Regions from separate parts of the Gossypium hirsutum genome. Here all the other regions are linked to region 3. Evidence: chromatin contacts called from public Hi-C data. All regions are on one chromosome and are shown on one strand. Each heading gives the region's core, a stretch centred on a gene start, on an enhancer-like site or on the middle of the called end of the contact. The rest is flanking DNA. Distances are from core to core; before and after follow the strand shown.

Evidence for each region. Hi-C and Micro-C count contacts between places; a contact is called where the count stands out from the background.
Region 1: a contact with region 3 is called in a Hi-C map of leaf, with 2.2 times the contacts expected there. The contact joins the promoter of LOC107914653 here to the promoter of LOC107915400 in region 3. A contact is called at or near these places in 3 of 34 Hi-C or Micro-C datasets (callus and leaf).
Region 2: a Hi-C map of leaf shows a contact between it and region 3, with 3 times the contacts expected there. The contact joins the enhancer-like site here to the promoter of LOC107915400 in region 3. A contact is called at or near these places in 2 of 34 Hi-C or Micro-C datasets (leaf and seedling).

The regions. Positions count from the first base shown.
Region 1 is chrD10:22,505,795-22,509,598 of Gossypium_hirsutum_v2.1, forward strand. LOC107914653 reads right to left here and starts at 2,136. Exons shown (of 4, transcript XM_016843625.2): 1 at 1-2,136. The coding sequence starts at 838.
Region 2 is chrD10:22,856,094-22,859,584 of Gossypium_hirsutum_v2.1, forward strand. No RefSeq gene overlaps it. Among protein-coding and RNA genes, the nearest start is that of LOC107949919, 17 kb to the left of the region's middle. Within about 2 kb of position 1,613, at least 1 of the 9 cell types and tissues checked has an H3K27ac peak or open chromatin away from gene starts, as enhancers often do.
Region 3 is chrD10:22,645,528-22,649,177 of Gossypium_hirsutum_v2.1, forward strand. LOC107915400 (60S ribosomal protein L38) reads right to left here and starts at 1,621. Exons shown (of 3, transcript XM_041102213.1): 1 at 1,387-1,621; 2 at 410-593; 3 at 11-291. The coding sequence starts at 1,389. The coding sequence ends at 269.

The DNA.
Region 1 (3,804 bases), core at 886-3,385, 140 kb before region 3:
CTAATTCAATCCCCTGAACCAAAGTTCTGATAACCGGTACTTTTTTCCCGGTCGGACTCGTCCCATGTAAAGAACTGGGCTTCTCCATGGATCCCACCTTGGGACTTCCCTTTCTCAGAGCCTTTATTTCCGCCTGCTGCTTAATCCCAGAGGCAAACTTCTCAAAAGATGTTGGCAATGAATAACAACTAGTGGGGGAAGACGGAATCGACCGTGAGCTTAGAACCTTCAATTTCCCCAAAGGTTCCTTCTTCGTATCTGAAGTCAATGTCGGTTTAGTCGATTGAGACTTTGATCTAGTCAAAGAAGCCATTTTCTTATCCAATTGATCCTCTCTTGCACCACCATTTGATCTACTCCCAACAGATTTATCTTTCTCTCCACTGACTTGCTTTGATGGTGACTTAACTTTCTCTCCAGGTTTTGAAATACCAGAGCCATTTTTACTACCATTATTAAGGAATCCAAGAGAATGAGTTGCAACAATATCCTCAGGGCTCCCAACACAAGGGTGTCGCCCAGGGACCGGCCTAACCCCATGAAGAATGGGAACCGGTGAAGCGGATTCTAAGCGATCAACATGAATAAACTGACCTAATTGGATCTTATCACTAAGAATCAGATCATCATGTTCATCAGGCAATGATACATATGTAGCATGAGATGAATCTGAAACCTTAAGGTAAAAGCCTTGGTTAGGGAAGAGCTCACCTCCTGCTAGTGCAGGAACTATACTCACTACTTGCAATAGAGATGACCTGTGCTCACCAGCAACCTTCACATCCGTGTTCATATGCTGTAAAAGCTTCAGAAGAACCCCTGGAACAAGATTTGCCATTTTGGGTGCCTCCAAATTGCATTACTCTTTACAAACAAAAACCTCACACAAATAAACTCAAACAGGTTGTGTGAGAGAACAACTGAGACCTTGAGTCAAACAAACTGAAAATAAAACAACTTTGGGGTCAATACCCGGATTGAGAAAAACAAACCCAATCATGGATCAAAGCTTAACATTTCACAACAAATATATATATGGAAGATGATATTTGCAACAAATTGTACTAGATTCAGACTAATGGATTGCTTTACTGCAACTTTTTTGGGCTCTTTAATATTAGTTTAACAAATAAAGAAAGGGAAAACAACAGGTTAGACAATCACCCAGAAGAGATTTATTAACAAAAAAGCACATTAATCATAGACCCCCCTAAACAAAGAAAATTTTGATGGAATGAGATGTATTCAATAATTAGAAGTAACAACAACAATAATGGTGGTACAACTTGTAAAAATCCACCAAACCCAGATAAGAAAATAGACAAATTAATAAATCATAATGGACTTTGGCTGTTTGTATAGAACAATTTCTTCAAATATCAACCATTTACTGACCAAAACCCAAAATGGAAATGTAAAAGAAGAGCAAAAAAAATGGAAAAACTTTGGGTTGATTTTAACTTTAAAAAAGGTTATTTTTCAAGGACGATAAAAGATTTTTTTTTAAAAAAAAACAGAGCTTGAGAAAGGGTTGCTGAAAATTTGCAGGAAACAGGAAAAAAAGTGGAAAAAAAAAGAGAATAATAGATTGGTTGGTTTAATGCATGATTGGCATAACACAAGAAAGATAGAGAAAAAGGAAGAAAATGTGTGTCAGAATCTGACACATTTACATATATACACATGCACAAACATATAATGAATACAAAACTTGGAAACTGACCCACTTTGGCTTCTGTTTGAGTTTCCAGTACTTTGGTAAACAAAAAAACTGCTCAATGGTGGAAAAATTGAAAATGAGCTTTCATGAATTCTTACAAGAACTGGGTAGGAATCTTGGTAGAGAGTAAGTTATTTCTAAATTCAGATTTCAGTTTTTCATTAAGGACAACTTTTTTAATTGCTAAACAAAACACTTGTTGCTTTCACTTTTTTCCATAAAATATATTTTCTAACACACATTCAATGAATATATTTTATTTCTTTTGAAAAGAAATACTTTTTCAGATTATAAAAATTAATCAATGAATTCTTTTCCCAGATGAAAAAGTTAATTTTTAAGTTTTAAATAGGGTTTAGTATTTTAATTGAAGAATAATGGAAACTTGGAAAATGTTATTTTATTTTGTTATGCAAATGGTGCATGTGCAGAGTAATGGGGGGTGTTAGAAACAAGGTAATGGCTTGTCGGTTACCTGAATAAAGGTTGTCACATCACCGAGATAATTGCTTTTTTTTAATATTTTTTATTTTTACATAATAATTTATTTATTTTTTAATTTAAAAAATTATTTAATTTTTGTAACTCTTAAATTTACATTATTTATCAAATAATCTCAAAATAAAAAAAAATTTATTCATAAATCCTTCTCACCACATGGCATTATTGACTAAGAAATTAAAAAAATTGTCTAGGATATTTTGCTTTCTTCAACCTTCAACCATTGTATGCCCAGACTCTAGAAAACCATCAATTTTCTTATGAATTATCATTCCCTTTTTGTATATCAATATCCTCATCTTAATTTACTCCATGGTTTTTTTTTTTCTTTTTGGTACATTAATTCTTGTTTCTTACTTTAGAATTTATTATTTACTTGAATTAGAGAAAAAAATGTTATAATAGCAGCAATTAAATTAAAATTGAATCTAGTTTTCTGTTTTTATAATAATGAATATTGAATTTTTAATGTTAACCACATTTTTATTGGAAATGTCACCCGTCACATATCATGAATCGAAGCTTGTGGTAGGAGGTATACTTCATAAGTTTAGTCCTCAAATATGCATTTATATAAAAATATAAATATTATCAAATATGAACAAAATTTATATAACATTTTAAATACACGAATTATTATATTAAGATTAACTAAAGAGTGTGCAAAAATTGACCCCTTTGAGGTACTTCTCAAATCCCTTGAAAGGAATTGGTAGTATCACCCATATTAAGTATTACTTTGATTAAATTATTAGCTACAATTGTACAAAATTAACTGTTGAGGAATCACCATGTGATATGAAAATGATGGGTACAATTGTACGCAATGTATTAGGTAGAATTGTAGAAATTGAGTAGACTATGGAATATAACTTTTTGGTTACTCAACTTATCTTTTAATTATAAGGTTGAGGTTAATTTTTACTCATGAGTGAAATGTATTTTATAATTAGTCATCTTTTTTCAGAAAGTATTCGCATTGAAATGATTAACACTACTATCAATAGTGAACACTCTAATTTTAATCAAAAAAATAACTATTAAAACGAGTAAATTTTAAATCAGTGGCACTGATGCTATTATAGTAATACCGACTATATATGTTTAAATACACTTAAATATTTATTATCTTCCAACTTAACTATTAAAGGGTTTATGAGTAATTTAGGAGTTACTTATATATACACACAGCACTGTTGAGGAAGCATCATGTGATATGAAATTTATATAATTTATTTTATGGATTATTATTTTGTATATCATTAATGGAGTAAACGAAAATTCTACAAACCAATTTAGAATGATGACATTTTTTTTTTGAGTATAGTAAAATAATAATAAAAGGATAATTATTTGGCATGTTAGCAGTGAAAATTTTTAACTCCACAAGGGGTTGAGATTTTATTATGTATTTTTAAGTTGTATTTAAAAAATTAAAAAAAAATAAAATAGTCATTTTTGTTTATCTCATGTTACATTTTATTATGACAAAATTTCAACATGCAATAAAAACTTTTCACCCATATTAAATAAAGGTAAACTATTAAAATGGTCATTTTTGTTTATCTCATGTTACATTTTAG
Region 2 (3,491 bases), core at 363-2,862, 210 kb after region 3:
GTAAGGATGCAAGACAATAGGCTCACTGGGATTACAAAATGAAATTCATAAAAACGGAAGGTAACTATGAGATGGTGGGATGTTTAGTTGCTCCAACTTTTAATAGGAGAACCTAAAAAAATGAATATACTAATTCAAACACATACCCATGTCTTATTTCACATTTGAGTCCTAGTAATTTAGGTTTCAAATGATTTTACAAGTCAATAATTAACAAAAGTGGTGAGGAAGCATAAAGTATCCTCGCTCGTGCAAGTGTTTCAAGAATAGTTGAAAAGCTAAAATCTTAACATCAGCCATCCATGAGATATTTCCATACACTAGATATTTCATGATAGAGAAATTAGTTGTGATGACATAATTCAGATATTACTTTGAAGGATGGGGCCAAAGAACCCAACTTGCTTATTATAGTCGGCACTTTTCCACCCAAAGGGGCTGTTTGATGCAATCTCGTCATGACTAAATCCACGTGAAAGCTCTTGCAAGAAAGTGGTCGACAAATATAAACTCTTGGCTATCATCATCGTTGTTCGTCACTGATCTGTATTTGTCAGCATCAAGCTGCAAAGTTTATCGCCTGTCGGTTTCTTCTCTTCACTATCATCTTTCCCTTTCAACGTATCTACCTGTATATTTTGCAACATTGGATATAAAGAACTAATAGTTTATTGTCATCAAGACACGGTCACCATACTACAATTTCCCGGTAGGTCACCTTAAGAATTTACCCATTCCTCTAATTGCTAAAACTCACACCACCCTTTTTCTCTTCGTTGGCCCAAAAAATAAAAAGGAAAGAAAAGAGGATCCTGATAATGCCTCCATTAAACATGATATGCAACATTATTGATATTTATGGAAAAAAGGAAAACAACAATGAAATGACACAAATAAAAACAACAAAAAGTTAAAAATAAGAGGCAAAAACCCAACACCAAAAACTAACACAAGTCCATGGCTAAAGTTCAACAATCTAATTTTCAAGAGAAACGATTCAAGAACTAAAAGAGAAGACTGATGAAAAATGCAAAATGAAGTACCCAAAATTCTATATTAATTCCATGATTAGCAACTCTATTCTTTCAAAATGACTCATCACAATAAAAAAGAAGCATTACCTTAAAAGCATGATTATTCCAAGTTTAACTTTCCAGTTTGCACCTTTGCTGCAAGAAAAGGTTTCAAGCCAAGAAACCATGTTACCATAATAATCAGATAAATGTTAACCTTTACGCAAGTGTGACAATAAATGTGAATTTATATAGCTTCTTTTCTTAGATACTTTTCTTAGTTCCTTTTATTTTGTTTTCATTTTGAATTTAATGAATGAAAACCGAATGTCATTAACCAACTAAACTCCTAGTATAATAAGATCGACCTATTTGCTATATATACTTAACTAGTTGTAAGAGACCTCATTTCAATGTTTAGCGTTCAAGGTAATGTCGGAAGCTCAAGGTCATTTATTTTTCGAATGTGCTAGGTTCTCGAGTTTTGGACGTTATTTTTCAATTGGTGGCTGATTTCATTTTGCCCTGTGTTTCGAGCTTTTTGCATGGCTATTTAGAGTTTAATTTCACAAGTATTGTCAAAAGGTTATGGATTATTAGCTGCTATGCGATTTTTGGTTGGGGTGTAACGCGGCTTGGTTCGAAAGTAAACAATGGAAGATTACTGACATCTTCTTCTAATGCAAATTGAGAACATTGTATTGGATTCAAGCTCTGAAAGAAAATCTGTGTATCTTAGAGTCAACATGGTAGGATAACCGACTTTTATGTGTATCATCAAGCCGTGGGTGTGTTGTTCATAGAGGCATATTGTGGTCTCCACCTCTAAGCAGATGTTTCAAATTTAATGTCGTTTGATCCACAAGGGGTAAGTCGAGTCTAGGGAGATATTGGGGAGTCTTAAGGAATTCGACAAGAGATATTTCAGCACTGTTTTCTAGCCAGTCGGGCATTACCGATTCTAATGCGGTAGAGGTATTACCATCAAGACAACATTGAATACTTAGGAAAGTATTGAATGAAAGAATTTGGTTCCACTTATTATCTAATCGGACTCAGTTGTGGTGGAGAATTGGTGTCAATTTACTTTGTCTCGTCCTTCGAAACTTTGGGAGATGTTTAATCAAATCGACAACAGCATTTGTCAACTATAAACAACTGTGTTATGTCAACGAGTTTCAAAGAGGCAAATGACATGGTAGATGCACTTGCAAAAGTTGGAACAAATAGAACAAGTCTCTTATTGGCATGGTGGTGAAGCTTGCCAATTTGGTGTATTGTGTGCTGGTTTTGGGCCTTAAGATGGGGAGATTTTTCCTGATTAGGGTTTGTTTTATGCTTGTATATGGATTTGAGAGTATGATTTTTTCTGTATTTGTTGAACACTTTTTTTACTGGTGGTGTTTTGTCTGGTGGGAACATTGACTTGTCTTTGGGTCTTTATTTTGCCACTAATTTAGTGGCTTTCTTAATAATAAAGTTTTCTGCTGAGAAAAAAAAAAGTTTTGCTTGATTAGCTCAATGACCAAAGAAGTTGAAGCATAAAAAAATATTGAAACAAAAAAGGAGCAACAAAACATATATTTATCTAGTAGTTTCGCATGCATGGTGTATGGTGCGAGAAAATTTTGAGTAGCCTCTTCTCACTGCACCATCTGGAAGCATTTTACTAACAGACATCTTCTTACAAGGAAAAAGAAATATCTTCAATACCTACATTAATATTAACTATCGTGCATACAAAAATCCCTAACAAAAAATGAAAAAAATCAATTTCTTATTCACTAAAGAAAAAAATCATGTTATCCATTCCATTAACATAGCACGGTGTTGATTGTGTCGACCATTAACTTTGGGTGATGTGGCTAATCACTACACCAAAACAGACTTTTAGCGGCATATTTTGTGGCGTTTTGACGGAAAACGCCGCTAAAAATCGAGCATTAGCGGCACAAAAAATAAAACGCCACTAAATATCTGGCATTAGCAGCGGTTCCATCAAAACGCCGTAAAAGAACATCACTAGCGGCGTTTTTGGTTTTGCGCCGCAAAATCTCAAGACCAAAACGCATCGTTTTTGTCTTGATGTATACAATAATTAGTGGCGATTATGATAAAACGCCGCTAAAGCAAGTATTAGCGGCGCATTGCGGGAAGTGCCGCAAAAATCTTAACGAAAACGCATCGTTTTGGTATCGATGTATATTAGAATTAGTGGCGTTTACAAAAAAACGCCAGTAAAACAAGTCTTAGCGGCGCTTACGGAAAGCGCCGCAAAATATGATAACCAAAATGCAGAGTTTTGATCTTGATGTATATTAGAATTAGTGGCGCTTTATAGAAGCGCCGCAAAAAATGTTAACCAAAATGCAGTGGTTTGGTCTCGATGTATAATACAATTAGTGGCGTTAGGGAAAAACGCCGCTAAAGCATAACATTAGCGGCGATTTTCTAGAATCACCGCAAGATATGCACACC
Region 3 (3,650 bases), core at 371-2,870:
GACGGATACATATTGAACCAGAATATATTGATTCTTTTCTTTTTCATATGTTTGATTATCCAATATGTGCCAAACTAAGATGTAGAACACGAACACTAAAATAAATAAAGGGTTCTAATAACATTACTAACGTCCATAAAAAACACACCAAATAAAAATCCATTATAAAAACTTTTGATTGTTGCAAAACGACACGAAATGCAAGCAATAAACTAAAAGTCAAAATCTAGTTTTCATTGCCTAGTAGAAGCTAAGGGCAGTTGTAATTTCACAAGTCTTGGACGCTCAAACCTGCAAACATGAAAACAATGACGGTAAAGATGTATAAGTAACGGGAAAGTAATTTCAAATATGGACATAGGTTCAATAAAAACAAGAATGTAAAAGAGGCTCCTCCATCATGAATTACCTGGAGGAAGAGACTGCTTCAACTTGTCGGCCTTCTCAGCATCAGACACGCAAAGGGTGTACAAGTACTTGGAGCAGCGGACCTTGAACTTTACAACATCTCTGCTTTTCTTGATTTTTACAGAGGGAGCATCTTTCCTTCTAGCAGTGAGAAGGAAGTCCTTGATCTCATGAATTTGCTTAGGCTGTGCATCAGAATACAAATCTTAGGAAATAAAGCAGAACCAGAAAACATGATATTAAAAGCCTAAAGACCATCATCGACAGGTCAATTAACTGCTCGAACACAAGGAAAACACAAACTAGGACTACTGGAAATAAATAAATAAAAACTGGACATTCATGCTAACCAAACATTCCAACATTCCAAGTATTTCAGCTAAGTTTGTTAAGCAGCAATTTAGTCCAAACTTTTAAACAATCATTTATCAAACCAGACCAGCCCAGCATTAAATGAGTTAATCTCACGACTCGAGTTGACACTGAGATCAAAAGATACAAAAAAATAAAAAATAAAAATAAAAATAAAGAAGAAGAAAAAACTCATCACCTCAATGCAATTAATAGCAATATTTTCAAGCAAACCAAGGGCAAAGTACCTCATTGAAAATATTCCAATGAAACAGAAAGAGAAAATACATACATTGAATGCACAACCATTTACCAAAGTTTCACAATCCATAAAACTATAATCTAAGGAAAAGCTCACATCTTTCACATGTCTCCTAAAATACAGAACCCAAACTATTTCTCAAAATCTTTTAAACCAAACCAAATTTCAACCCATCTTCACTAAGAACATAAACGAAAGAAAAAAAAAAGCAAGCCAACAACAGAGAAAATAATGAAACGATTACAGGTAAAAGAGGATCTGAAGAACAAACAATCATCATTAAGAAAGTGGCATTGACCATGAAAAAAAAATCAGACTCGGAGATCTAATGAAATACATGGAGAGGGAAAGAGGCTTTATTTTACCATTTTCAACTGAAGTTTTCAGGGGAGCTTCCTCACTCTGCAGGAACACCTAAAATTCAAAGCTCGCAGTCCAACCTTGTGTTTCTTCGTTATTTGATTATATGGAGGCGTTGAAGGAAAACCCTAAAAATAGTTTACTTTGTTACCCGTTTTACCCTTGTTTAAGTGGTTTTGTTATTAAGAGTCCGAATCTCCTATCCTGCTGCTGGACTTGGACGGGATCTTTTGCGTAACAGAAATGACCTTATTATGGGCCTAGAAGGCCCTTTATACTAAAAATTCAACATCCAATCGAATCAATATTGAATAGGGATTGGTAAAATATACACACAGTGAATACTCGAATTCAATTATAATTGAAATTTAAAAATTTTTAATCACAGGATTAATTTAATTAATTTAAGTGGTTAATCAAATTTATACATATTCTTTTTTTTTTCAGATATGTTTAAAATATAAAAAAATCCATGATATTTTTTTCCTTAGTTAAAAAATAATAATAACAACACTAAATTAAAAACATAATAATAAACATTACATTAAAAATATTAATTTTTTTTTACTTTTCTTTGTTTAAGTTTTTTTACGAAGCATAAGGAAACTTTTTCATGTTCTTTTTTTCTTCCGCTGTCTTAGGACAATCCTCTAGAGAGAGATGAAATCCTGATACGAAAGGTTGATTTCCCTTCCTCGAATCGCTCATTAAATAACGTCCAATATCTTGTCTATGTATAAAGCCTGAGACAGTGCTATCACTTTGTTCTTTCAATCTCTTAGGATTCGAATACCTAAAATGAAATTAACTTCTTCCAAATCCTTCATGCTAAACTGTTGGGGGGTTAACTATAGTTTAACCGATGACAATGTTCCTACATCATTCCGAATGAGTAGAATATCATCGAAATATAGAATGAGAAAGACCACTTTTTCATTCCTTAAATGTTTATCTACATTTTGCTCAAATCCAAAAGTCTTGATTGCTTGATCAAATCTTTGATTCTATGAGTAGGACGCTTGTTTAAGTTCATATATGGATCTAAGTAGTTTGCAAACTTTATGCTCATTTTCTTTAGCTATATATTCGGTGGGTTGCATAATGTAGATACTCTCTTCAAGATAGCCGTTCAAAAACGTTGTCTTGACATCCATTTGCTAGATCTCGTAATCAAGAGTCGTCGCAATGAATAGTAATATATGGATTAACTTGAGTATGGCAATCGAAGAGAAGGTTTCTTCGTAATCAATGCCTTCTTTCTGAGTATAACCTTTTACTACAAATCTGGCCTTATAAGTTTCCACTTTTCCATTCGTACTTTTTTTCTTCTTGTAGATCCACTTACCCCTACGGGTTTTATCCATTTCGGTAAGTTTATAAGTTCCCACACTGAGTTGGAATACATTAAGTCTATCTCAGCTTTCATAGTTATTTCCCAGAGCTTGGAATCAGCATTCTACATTGCTTTGTCATATGTGAGTGGGTCATCATCTTCCTGCTCGATAGACTCAGTGTTAAGAACACTTCTGCCAGATTAGAAGAACTTAGGCCTACGAGAGACCCTCCCACTACAACTAGACTCCCTATGCTACTGATTGTTTGTAGGTCTACTATTAAGAGTTGGTTTTGAAACCATTTCCGTAGGGTTTTGTATATTTCCCAAAAGCTCCTCGAGTACCTCTTTACTTCGAGGTTTGAAGTCATTCATGTAGCTTTTTTCAAGGAAAGTAACATGAGTTGAGACTATAACAGTTTGCTCTTTTGGTTTATAAAACAAACCGCCCTTTGTTCCCTTTGGATATCCTACAAACATGCACAATTTTGTCCCTAAGTTTAACTTCCTCGTATCTTTATCCAATACATGGGTCGGATATTCCCAAATCTTAAAATGATTAAGATTCAACTTCCTGCTATGCCACAATTCATATGAGGTTTTCGATGCTGCCTTAGTTGGTACATCATGCAGAATATAGCAAGTCGTTTGTACAACGTATCCCCAAAAATTTGTTTGGCACCTTTAAATACCTTAACATCGAACGTACCGTGTCTAACAACGTTCGATTTCTTCTATTTGCCATGTCATTTTGTTATGGAGTGCCCGACGCAGTTAACTGAGATAGAATCTCATTTTTTATGAAGTACCCTAAGAACTCATCAGTTAAATATTCTCTACCTCGATTAAACCCAAGTGCCTTTATGGGTAAACCTAGTTATTTCTCCACTTCCGCACAAAAATCTTTGAATTTGTCAAAGGTTTCACTCCTGTAGT